Linked DNA regions of Anas platyrhynchos: region 2 is linked to region 1. A link is a contact called in public Hi-C data. All regions are on one chromosome and are shown on one strand. Each heading gives the region's core, a stretch centred on a gene start, on an enhancer-like site or on the middle of the called end of the contact. The rest is flanking DNA. Distances are from core to core; before and after follow the strand shown. Region 1 overlaps PDE4B (phosphodiesterase 4B). Region 2 holds the start of SGIP1 (SH3GL interacting endocytic adaptor 1).

Region 1 (4,896 bases), core at 623-3,122:
CTTCGAAGGGCTCAGCCCAGCACGTTGGATGCTGACTTTTCTAAAAGCCTGCCCCGACCTGCCCGTGCTGAGCCTTTGAAAATCCGAATCTGGAAATCTTTGGAAAACAGAAACTCCTCGGCGGGGACACCGCGCTGCGGCCGCGGCGCTTGCAGCGTCTGGAGAGCCGTGCTCCAGGTACCTCCACCACCGCGCCGAGGTGCTCAGACGTGCTTTCGGGGGGCAGGGAGGGGTGAAATCATACTCGTAAGGGTATTCCCCGTGTCGGAGCCTGAGCAGGGCACGGCACCGCACCCAGCGCCCTCGAGTTACAGCCGGCCGGGCCCATCTTGGTTTGCAGAGCTGGCAGGAGCAGGCAGAGGAGCCCCGGAGATCTGCGTCTCAATGCCACTGCCCCTTCTGGGTCACCACGTGCACGTGGCTCCTGCCTCCCACTCCTTCTTCCTTGCCGACGGGCATCTCGGGGAGCTGGCACCGGATGCTTTCTGACCGTGTCCTCGGCCGCATGTGCCAAACTCAGGCACTCCGAAGCCATTCATCACACTCTCCTCTTTTCCAGGCAGGAAATTGTCCTAAAAACCCCGATGTTGAAGTCCAAAAAAATAAAGAGTTCTTGTTTTTCATTGTTGTTTTTCTTTTCTTTTTTTTTTTCCCAGTCCTTAAGATTCAGATTTTCCAGCATGTAAATAAGTGGGACAGCATCCTCCTTCTCCGTCTCGGGACAGAGGGGGTGGAGGAGGAGGAAAAAAAAAGGGGTGATGAAGGGTTAAAGAAAAGCTGCGATTCTCATGATCCCCAGAGCAGAAGTTTAAGAAAAATACCACATATCATGAGACATATGATAAAATCATGAGTTGGCAGCACGGCCGTAACCCAGCAGAGCTGTTTGGAAACTGTGCGGGAAGCTCCGCAGCGCCTGGAAGCACATTCCGCCACGGACTTGGCTGTTTGGCACCTAATGGCTTAAACATTTAATGACTTTTACTTTGGCTGGGCAAATGACTTTATACCTCAATCAAATCTGGGAATGTTTTCACAAGGACACTGCGAGATGCCTCTGTGTCCTACAGGTTACGCCCTCGCTTCCTTCCGGCCCCGTCCAATTTCAGATTCCTCATTAGGAACGGAATGCTTCAACTATTCAGAAAAGCAAAGCGGAAAAACAACAACAACAACAAAAAAACGGATCTATTTTTTTCAGCCATCTGTTTTTCTATTAACCTCCATCTTGGAATGCGGCGCTTCGTTTCCGATCAAAACTCGCCAACAGCAATCAACGGGAGGAAAAACCTCACGCCCAAACCAAACGCCGAGCCGTGCGTGGAGCGCAGGACGGTGCCGGCAGACACAAAGAGGTGTGAGTGGTGCAGGAGCAGGAGATGCCACCGATCTCAGGGCAGGACATCTGCAGGGCTGAGCAATGCTGGTTTGGGGCAGAACGGCTCTCCGGGGGCAAAGCAGGGCAGAAAATGATGACGACTGGTGCGCTGTGAATGGCCAAGGGGAAGCGGGGATTGTGATGATGGAGTTTGTTTCTCCTGTTTCAGGGTTTCTCCTGTTCAGCGTGAAAGAAGCCATCAAGTTCGGTCCCGTTTGGTGTCTCTGCTGCTGTGGGACACCGCGTGGACCTGACGGTGGCATGGGCAGGGTGGCTGTGCCCATGTGGTGCCACCACAGCCACACCAGGCGTCACCATCCACCTCCAGCCTCTCCTCCCGGTGCCCGTGCTCCTGGTGAACACCTGAGGCAGCACAAGGCAGCACCCCGGGTTGAGCTGGATGGCCAAAGGAGCCCAAAAGGGAGCGGTTTTGTGCTCGGGGGCACAGCACAGCCCCTCACACCCTTGTTGTGTGTCCCCCAGGCTCCCAGCCCAGCCCCTGCCTCTGGGCGCCCTCAGGTGGGCAGAGAGGGACCAGCGGCGGCCCCAGCCCCTACCCTGGTCCCGCACAGCTCGGAGAAGTTTGTGCTTACTTGTTGGCCGTCCCGTGCAGGTTGGTCAGCAGCGTGAAGTTGTTCCTGACGCTCCTCAAGCTCGCCAGCACCTAGGGCGAGCAGAAGCAGGCGTCAGCGCTTCTCCGACCCAACGCGTCCCCGGCCGGCGCGAGGCAGCGGGCTCCCGACTCACCTGGGCGAAAGGTGTGACGATCAGGTCATCGCCGTGCCTGGGGGAAACAAGAACACGGCTGGGTCAGTCACTGCTGCGTGGACGGGGACCCTGTGCCAGACCCGTTTACCGGAGCAGGGCACTGATGCGCGCCGCTGGACCACGGGCTCGTACCCAACCCCAGCCCCGAGCACTCTTGTGATGAATTTGTACCCCAAGCAACGCTTCAGTCACCCCAAGGAGTGTTTCAGAGGGGGCCAAGCACCCAGAACACAGCCTTCAGCCCCTGCAGCCTTTCCCTGTGTGACACCACACCAAAATGACACCAAAATGGCTCGCCGAGGGGATGACAAGCAGCCCGGCTGGATGGGTAACGCGGGGCAATAAAAGCCAGGAAATTCAAAGCGAAGGCAGCACACTCACACCGCGGTGGAAAAACCCGCCACGGCCTGGGTAAAGGTCGGCTTTGAATTTCCTGGCTTTTGTTGGTTTGTGTCACAGCCTTTAATGTTATTCAAACACCGGCTTTCGCCCGGCCGTGCTCATCATGGAAGATGTGAGCGCAAGTTCTGAGAAAAATACACGGCCACCGTCATCACCGAGAGGAAGGATTTTTCTTGGCAATGGCGCACAAAGCACTTGTGTCTGGGCGATAAATCCCGTACAAAGGGATCTATTTTGCCCAAACTGAGCGCAGAGTGGGCCGAGCTCCTGCTGTGCGGGGCTGACCTGATCGTGGCTGGAAAGCAGGGAGAGGCGGTGCGCTGGCTGCACCGAGGGATGCTCTCTTCCAGGGGAACTCCTAATGGAGCCTGCTGCTACCTAGATTTCAACTTCACAGCAAAACCTGTAGGGCCTTCTTAACAGCCAAGTGTTTTTATGAGCACTTTTTTATGGCTTAATGGTCACTTTAAAACTTTAAACTGCCTTTTAAAAGAAAGGGCTGCAAATCCAGGCCATTCATTTAAGCTTTGTGCGCTGAGTTATATTGATCCTCTCAAGCCAACCATCTGGCTGGGCTTTCTGCTTTATTTTTCACTCAGTTCTAGCAAACAACTCATGACAGAAAAGGGGACGGAGAAGAGGAACGCTGTAAATATGCGTACGGTCGTATTTCTGTTTTTCAGGCTCATGGCGTGCGGTGATGTTAACCAGGCACCGAGAACGGTGAGAGCCTAACGGAGAAAAACAAGTGCAGGAAGGCACAGGCACACATCCCCTTGCAGCTCACAGCACGGCTTTGAAAGCTCTTCTACTGGATTATGGAGAAAAGGGGAGCATTTGGAGGATGCGATGGGAAAAAGGCTGTCGTGCCTTGGCAGGCTGTGAGAGCACCTGCCTCGGGCGCTAGGGCTGTGAAATGTGGGAGCCACGACAAGACAGAGCTCCCATCCGCTGTGAAACACAAGGTGAGCTGAGTTTGTGCTTACTGCTCGCTCGGGAGAGAGGAGTTCCTGGACATCGTCTTTGGTGACAAGTCGTAGTCGCTGTCCGAGCGGTAGAGGAAGGACTCCCTGCGCTGGCTGTGCCCCGGGAAGGCGGTGTGCAGCACCAGCCCCGACGAGGAGCTGGCCTGCGGGTCCAGCGGGCTGCGACCTGGGGACGGGCCATTTTCCACGTCGAAGCTGCAAAGAAAGCACAGAGAGTGTCACACGTGCCTAGCAAAAGCCACACTGGCAGCACCACGCTGTCCTCATCCACCTTCGGAGCAAGGTTTTGAAATCCCACACGAGCTGTGAGGATTGGGCACCCGCGTTTGAAGCCGCTGGCCTCCCCTTTCAGCCCCGCTTCACGTCTTAGCCATCCTGGGAAACCGCCTCAGTGGATTTCAAACAGCTGGGCTGCAAAAGGGAGGCTTGAAAGAGAAAACCCGAGCCCTCCGTCACCGTTTCCATTCTACACCCACTTCCTGATGCTTTCATCACTTGGCCGTTGCGGCCCGGGGCTGAAGTCACCCCACCGAGCGGCTCGCCCCCGTTCCCCCCCTGCCTGATGCACTCCCCAGATGTGCGACCAGGTCCTGGCCACGCCGTGGGAGCCGGGTTGGGATCTTGGGACTTTTTTCCAGCTGGGAAGCCCGAGGCTCCGTCCTGCAGCAGGAGCCGAGCCCTCACGCTCCCCTTGCCCTGCTCCCATTCCTCCTCTCTCAATTTTTGCTGCTGGCGACCCCGCTCATCCCATTGAGCCAAAAGCTCCTGCCTCAATTAATTTCTTTTCTTTTTCTTTTCTTCTTCTTATTTTTTTTATCTGCTCTTTCACCAACGACTGCTTGAGTGCGTTTTATTTCTGCCCACAAAATAATTATCAGAGGGAACTCAGCGCTCTAACTGTGCTGTCCACAAACTAGCTGATAATTAATCCGTACCCACTCAGAAAATTAATTCTGATTACTCCAACCATTTTATCACACACTTCCGCTATCCTGAACATTAAGCTTACGGACACAAATGGAAATCCAGCATCCAGGTAACCCCGAGCATTTCGCCGGGCACAGCCGCTTCTGGTGGTTTGCTGACAGGCATCAGCAAACACTTTGGGAGGAAAAGGGAAAATGCAAGCTGTAAAAAGTGTAAAAGTGAAGGGAGAAAGGCAGCAGGCAAGGCTGGCAAAAAGGGAAATTGCAAAGAGGACTGCACAGCAGCAGTGGCTGGAGGGGATGCACCTAAAATCTGTTTTTTATGGCTTCTCTGCCGCGAGGTGGTGGGAAACGTTCAAATCCCTTCCTCTCCCCTCTCCTATCCCTCTTTCAGCATGAAGCTCTCTGCCAGCCTAAGCCATCGGGCACAGGAACT
Region 2 (5,375 bases), core at 268-2,767, 60 kb before region 1:
CGGGAGCCATCACACGCAGGCCGCCTCATCAGGATTTAGAGACTGTGAACATTTGTGCCTCGCTGCGAGACAGCTGAAAAATACCAGAGCCTTTTATAGGCTGCCATTTGGGCTTTGATACGGTGACATTTTCAGGCTGCTTGCTCCAAATGCCTCCTCCCAGCGTGACAAAGGGGGAGGCTGAAACACGGCCTCACTGGGAGAGCCTCAAGAGGCACAGGGGCAGGTTTGGTGGTGGCTGGGTGCTTCCAAAAAGATGGGGCACCCGGGCACATCATGTGGGGCTGCAAAAGGCCACAACACCGAGCTGTTACTGGGCTCGACCTCACACATTGCATTCTCTGCAGCCAGCACTCCACATCTTCAGCAGGATTATGGTGGTGTTCCTCGTGCTGAGCAGCTCCATGCTCAACAAGGAGGACTGTTACCATCTGATCTGCTGGTTTTTGCCCCATTTATCCCATTCTGCCCTCACAAAAAGAGCTGCTGGGCCCTTCCCAGCCCAGTGAGCAAGGAGAGGAGCTCAGGAGCAAGCCCTCACTGTGCCCTAGCACCAACTACAGCCCTTTGGGGGATACAGGCCAGTGTGGTGCTGCTCCCCCACAGCAGCAGAGAAGCTCTGCTTGCCGTACACTTCAACAGAGCTTCACTGCTTGAGGCTCTGAAACCACAACCCAACACGCAAGGCCCCAGCCCCCCGGCCCCGCCAGCCCCCGCACCCTCTGCTCGCTGCCTCCTGCCCCGGCTGGCACCCAGCCCCACTGCACACGTGGGGAACCAGCCCCACGGGTTGCACAGCCGCACCCTGCCCATGCCGGGGCCCTGCAAGCACTCTGTGTGCTGCTGAGGAGCCCCCAAAACACCCTGAGCACCGCAAAGCATCCCCCTCACCCCCAGCACAGGCTGGGGATGGTGGCAGCTGCACCCCACGGGGCTCCGATGGGCTCCCCGCTCCAGCACCACCCACCACAAGCATGGCACAACCAAGATCAGCTTACAACCAGCACGACATGCCAGGGCACCCACCGAGCAGACGGCCATGTCCATCCCCAGTCACCAGCAGCACCCACGGTGCCCATTTGGCCAGCAGCTCCGTGCCGGGCAGCAGCAGTACCGGGGTGCAGAGCTCCAGGAGCAATTGAATGCTGCCAGAGCAGCCTCTGCCTTATTTAATGGCTCTCATGCACACGGAGGTAATTAGGCTGTGCCCTGGGGCGCTGGAGCACCACGGGAGCCCCATGCACACCCTGCCAGCAGCTCCCACGGCCACAGATCGAGCACGCATTTACCAGCAGCACCAAGCTCCCGGCCAGCACTCACCTGCCTTGTGCCCCCACTCAGTTTTGCCCCCACTCGTGAGGAGGCCAAACCCTGCAGGTGGGCTCCCCAGCTTAAATCCTGCCTGGGCCCGATGGGATGAGGTGCAGCTGCGGCCCCACAGCCGTGGGGACTGCTCCTGCCCTGCCCCAGCCCTGCCCATAGCACTGAGCGGGGCTGGAGCCAGAGCCACAGCCCCACAGCCCCCGGCTGCTCCGATGGGGTGGCACAGGGGACGCTAACTGGCCTGGCAGCGAGGCTGTTTTGCCTTTTTTTTTTTGGTTAGAAAGAAGGTATTCAGGAACATGGAAAAAAAAATCCCCATGCGAACGATGGGTGTGTGTTTTCGCAGACGGCAGCGCTGCCCCACAGCACACGTGTGTGTGCTCCTGAGCGTTGCCCAGCCTGTTTCGGGGCGGTATCGCCGCCAGCATCAACCCGGGTGTGATTTGGGATGGAAAGTGCCCTCCCCGTGTGCCCCACGTTGTGCTGAGCAGCCCCGGCAGCAGGGGGAGCGGGGATGAGCCCAGGCAGTGCCCAGCCCCCGGGAATCCAACAGTCCTATTTTGTGCATTTTTGCCCCAAGAAACACCACATTTGAAATGCTGCACGCCAAGGTGAGAAGCAGAAGCTCAGCAGCACGCAAGGGGTTGGGTTTTAAATCCAATGTAAAACCTACAGGAACAGAATTTTGAAGGGAATTTGAAGAAACTTCATGTATTTGGGTGCTGCTCCCTGGCCCCATGAGAGGCTGGAAGTGCTGCCCCGTGCCCTGGCCACAGCTGCGCCCATGCCCACGGGCAGGCACCGCTGCCAGCACCAACAGCCTGTGCTAAAAGCTTCTGACAGTTGCCTGCCTCGGGCTGTTTTCTTTTTTCTTTTTCTTTTTCTCTCTCTTTTTTTTTTTTTTTTTTTTTTTTTCAGGAAGGTTTCCACCGAAACAGCTCAGCTGAGCCTAAAGAATGAGGTTATGGAAAAAATACATATCTGAGCAGCGTTGAAAATATTCCTGCTGCAAAAGCCTCCTGCCTCTGCTCCTGGGGGTGCTGGGGGGATGTCGGGGCTGCCCCGTGTTTCGCTGTGGACGGGTCCCCGTGGGTGACAGCGAGGGAGGTGACAGCCCTGGCCCCGTGTCTCCTGCACCCGGCATCAGCTGGGAGGAGCACAGGTGCCCGCGGATGTGCTCCAGGTGATTGCACCCCCAGCCACCAGTAACATGGCCTGAATTTCCAGGGAAGAAACCTTTACCCCTCCCTCGTAAAAACAAGATTTTTCTGCAAGATCTGCCTATTAAGACCGTATAAAAAAGTGTCAGAGCTGAAGGTGGTGCCTGTTGGTGGGGAGGAAGAGGAGGCTGGAGAAAAATAAGCAGGGCTGTGCTTGTGCAATGGGGTGAAAGGGTTCTGTTGGGTGCGACTGGCTGCGCTTGCACGTGGCTGAATGAAGCCCAAAGCAAGCGGGAGCGGTGCTGGGAGCAGGAGAGAGCAGGGAACAGGAGGGGCTGTGCGGGGAAACGGCTGTGCAAAGGGGCAAAAAAAGTGACGGGTCCCAAAATGAACTCCCTGGGGATGGAAGCAGCCGCCAGCTGGGTGCAGGATCCAGCTGTGGGCATTGGATCCAGCTGTGGGCATTGGATCCAGCTGTGTTTGGGATCCAGCTGTGTTTGGGATCCAGCTGTGCTCGAGCTGCAGCCACACAGGATCCAGCTGTGCAGAGCCCCAGCTGTGCACCCCTCCTGTGGCACAGTCCCCAGCTGCGCGCTCCTCCACCTGCGCATGGCCCCGGCCTTGCGGGACCTCATCAGGGCACGGCTCCAGCTGCTTGGGGCCCCCTCCAGCACCATCTGTGCCGACCCCACTGTACACATCCCAGCCATCCGTCCCCACCGCGGGTGTCCCCGCTGCATGTGTGCTGGCTGGGGCTCGGCAGATGGAGCTGTGCAGCTGCGCACGGCCACGCGGGCAGGCCGGGGCTGGCTGCGGGGCTGCAGCGAGCTGAGCCCTGGCTGCCTCGGCTGCTGCGTGGGTGCAGGAGCAGGGTGCGGGAGCGCCGGGGGCGGCTCTGCCCACGCTTGGCACAAAAGCGGGGCTGCAGCGCGGCGGGGCCCCCGCCTCTGTCCCGCGGGGCTGCGGTGGGACGCAGGCGGAGCTGCGTGGGGGGCACCCAAGCCGTGGCACGTTGCGCCCCGAGGGGCGGCGAGGGCGTTCAGGCTCCAGCAGTGGGGTGGGGGGAGTTTGGGACACCGTGGGGTTGTGTCCTGCTGCCTGGGCTGATGGCGACGGTCCTGGTGTGAAGGGAGCAAGGGGAAGGCGGCCCCAGTGCCCATGGGGAGCCCCGTGCTGTGCCCACGGGTCCTGTTCCTGGGTGCAGGGAATGTCCTGAGGCTGGTCCTGGGGCTCAGCCCCCCACCAGCACCGCTGCAGAGCCCTAAAATGGGGCCAAACTGTGGCTGGGGGGAGCAGCACGGCCCGGCACACCCTGCCTGAACAAGGGCTGCATTTGGTCCCTCGTGCACCACGGCCAGCTGGGCACAGCACGAGTCCTGGTGCTGCCACTGATAAGTTTTGGGATGGGAAACTCACCAACATGGGTGGCTTCCTGGCCAAATCTGCTCTGGGCAGGCAGATTGGGATGTCCCGTGTGGGCTGGGGGGGTGCCGGCATCTCAGCAGGTGCCAAAACGGCATCAGAGGGACCCAAAATAGGGACTTGTGTGGGTGACAGCAGGGCCAGGATGACCTCGGGACGGGGAGCCCTTGGGGACAGGCTCCTTGGTCACTGTGTGGTCGCAGCCCTGTGCTCAGCCCCGTGCCAGCACCACCTCCCTGGCACCGAGGCTCGTTGCTGCTGGGCTTGGTTCCAGCGCCGCGGGCACGATAAAATCTGGGCTTTGTGCACCAGCCCCGAGCATCTTCCTGTTTGTGAGTGCGAGACCGTCAGCGCTTGGGATTTTCATTTCTTTTTTTTTTTTTTAATCTGTAGGATTTTTAGCTGAACACTAAACCAGTGGCACCTCAATCACCTAAATCTTTGTGGCCAGCAAAGCGCCTCCAGCTCTCGGCGTCGTTTGCAGGTCCCCGGGGCTGAGTCCTGCCCTGCCAGCTGCTCCTGTCCCGCCGGGGAGGACACGGCGCCACGGAGCTCAGGGCCCTAAGGGCAACCTGCTGGCCCCAAGGGAACCTGAGCATGGCCCAAACACAACCAGAAGAGGATGGAGGCCGAGCAGCCATTGCAAGGGAAGCACACTCCTGGAGGTGTTCCTGCTGCTTGTTCATGGTGGGGGCACAGTCCTGCAGCTGCCCTTACCCAGACAAGAGAACCACGGCCTCTGAGCATCTCCTTCAGAAGAAATCCAAGGTTTCTTTGACACTTTCCAGGGGGTGAGCACCGTGTGTGGCTTGGGGTGATGGGTGCCGGGTGCTGAAGGAAGCTGCAGGAACTGCACTGGTGCAGCAGGAGTTGGGGCAGGGGGACGGCAAAGCACAGCCAACACGCAGCCTCGTCCTCCAAGGAAAGGAGGCTGAGTGAGCTACCAAGCAAGCCCGCACCGAAACTGGGATTTCCCACCCCCAAAATGGGAGGATTTGGGTTATTCAGCAGCAGAGCCGCCGGCTGGGTGCTTGCTGCTGCTGAGGAGGAGAGAAAGGAGGCTGCTATCTCAGCGCACAGCACCGCCACGCCGCATGCGTTCACGGGAAAGCTGCTGCCTGGCAGAAATGGGTCACTGGAAAGGAAAAAAAAATGAAAGCTGGAGGGGCGCAGAGCCGGGTGGGAGGGTGCCACGCAGAGCGGCCGCACCCCGTTCTTCCCGGCCCCCTCGGCAGATTGTTTTTCCCTTCATCCGCCCACCGTGCCTGCGGTTTTGGGGGATCACCTGCACTCGCAGCTCCTTGCTTTCTGCCCTGGGATGGTTTCCCGGCCCCACAACCCGCTCCCCACCTCCGCACGTCCCGGCAGCAGGCACGCAGCTCCCGGTGCTGCAGGGCAGAGCCGTGCGCGTGGCTGGCCGAGCGCGCCCGCAGCGGGGTAGGTGCAAACCGTGCGCATGGGCACATCCAG

Evidence for each region. Hi-C and Micro-C count contacts between places; a contact is called where the count stands out from the background.
Region 2: a contact with region 1 is called in a Hi-C map of subcutaneous adipose tissue, with 5 times the contacts expected there. The contact joins the promoter of SGIP1 here to the enhancer-like site in region 1. A contact is called at or near these places in 2 of 8 Hi-C or Micro-C datasets (skeletal muscle and subcutaneous adipose tissue).

Annotation. Positions count from the first base shown.
Region 1 is chr8:38,003,392-38,008,287 of IASCAAS_PekinDuck_T2T, reverse strand. It overlaps PDE4B (phosphodiesterase 4B), which reads right to left. Exons shown (of 17, transcript XM_027463811.3): 4 at 3,535-3,729; 5 at 2,126-2,162; 6 at 1,972-2,042. Among named protein-coding and RNA genes, the nearest start is that of SGIP1, 61 kb to the left of the region's middle. Within about 2 kb of position 1,872, at least 2 of the 8 cell types and tissues checked have an H3K27ac peak or open chromatin away from gene starts, as enhancers often do. A contact at or near this core is called in subcutaneous adipose tissue, where this site is marked.
Region 2 is chr8:38,062,657-38,068,031 of IASCAAS_PekinDuck_T2T, reverse strand. It overlaps SGIP1 (SH3GL interacting endocytic adaptor 1), which reads right to left and starts at 1,517. Exons shown (of 24, transcript XM_072042097.1): 1 at 1,321-1,517. The coding sequence starts at 1,480.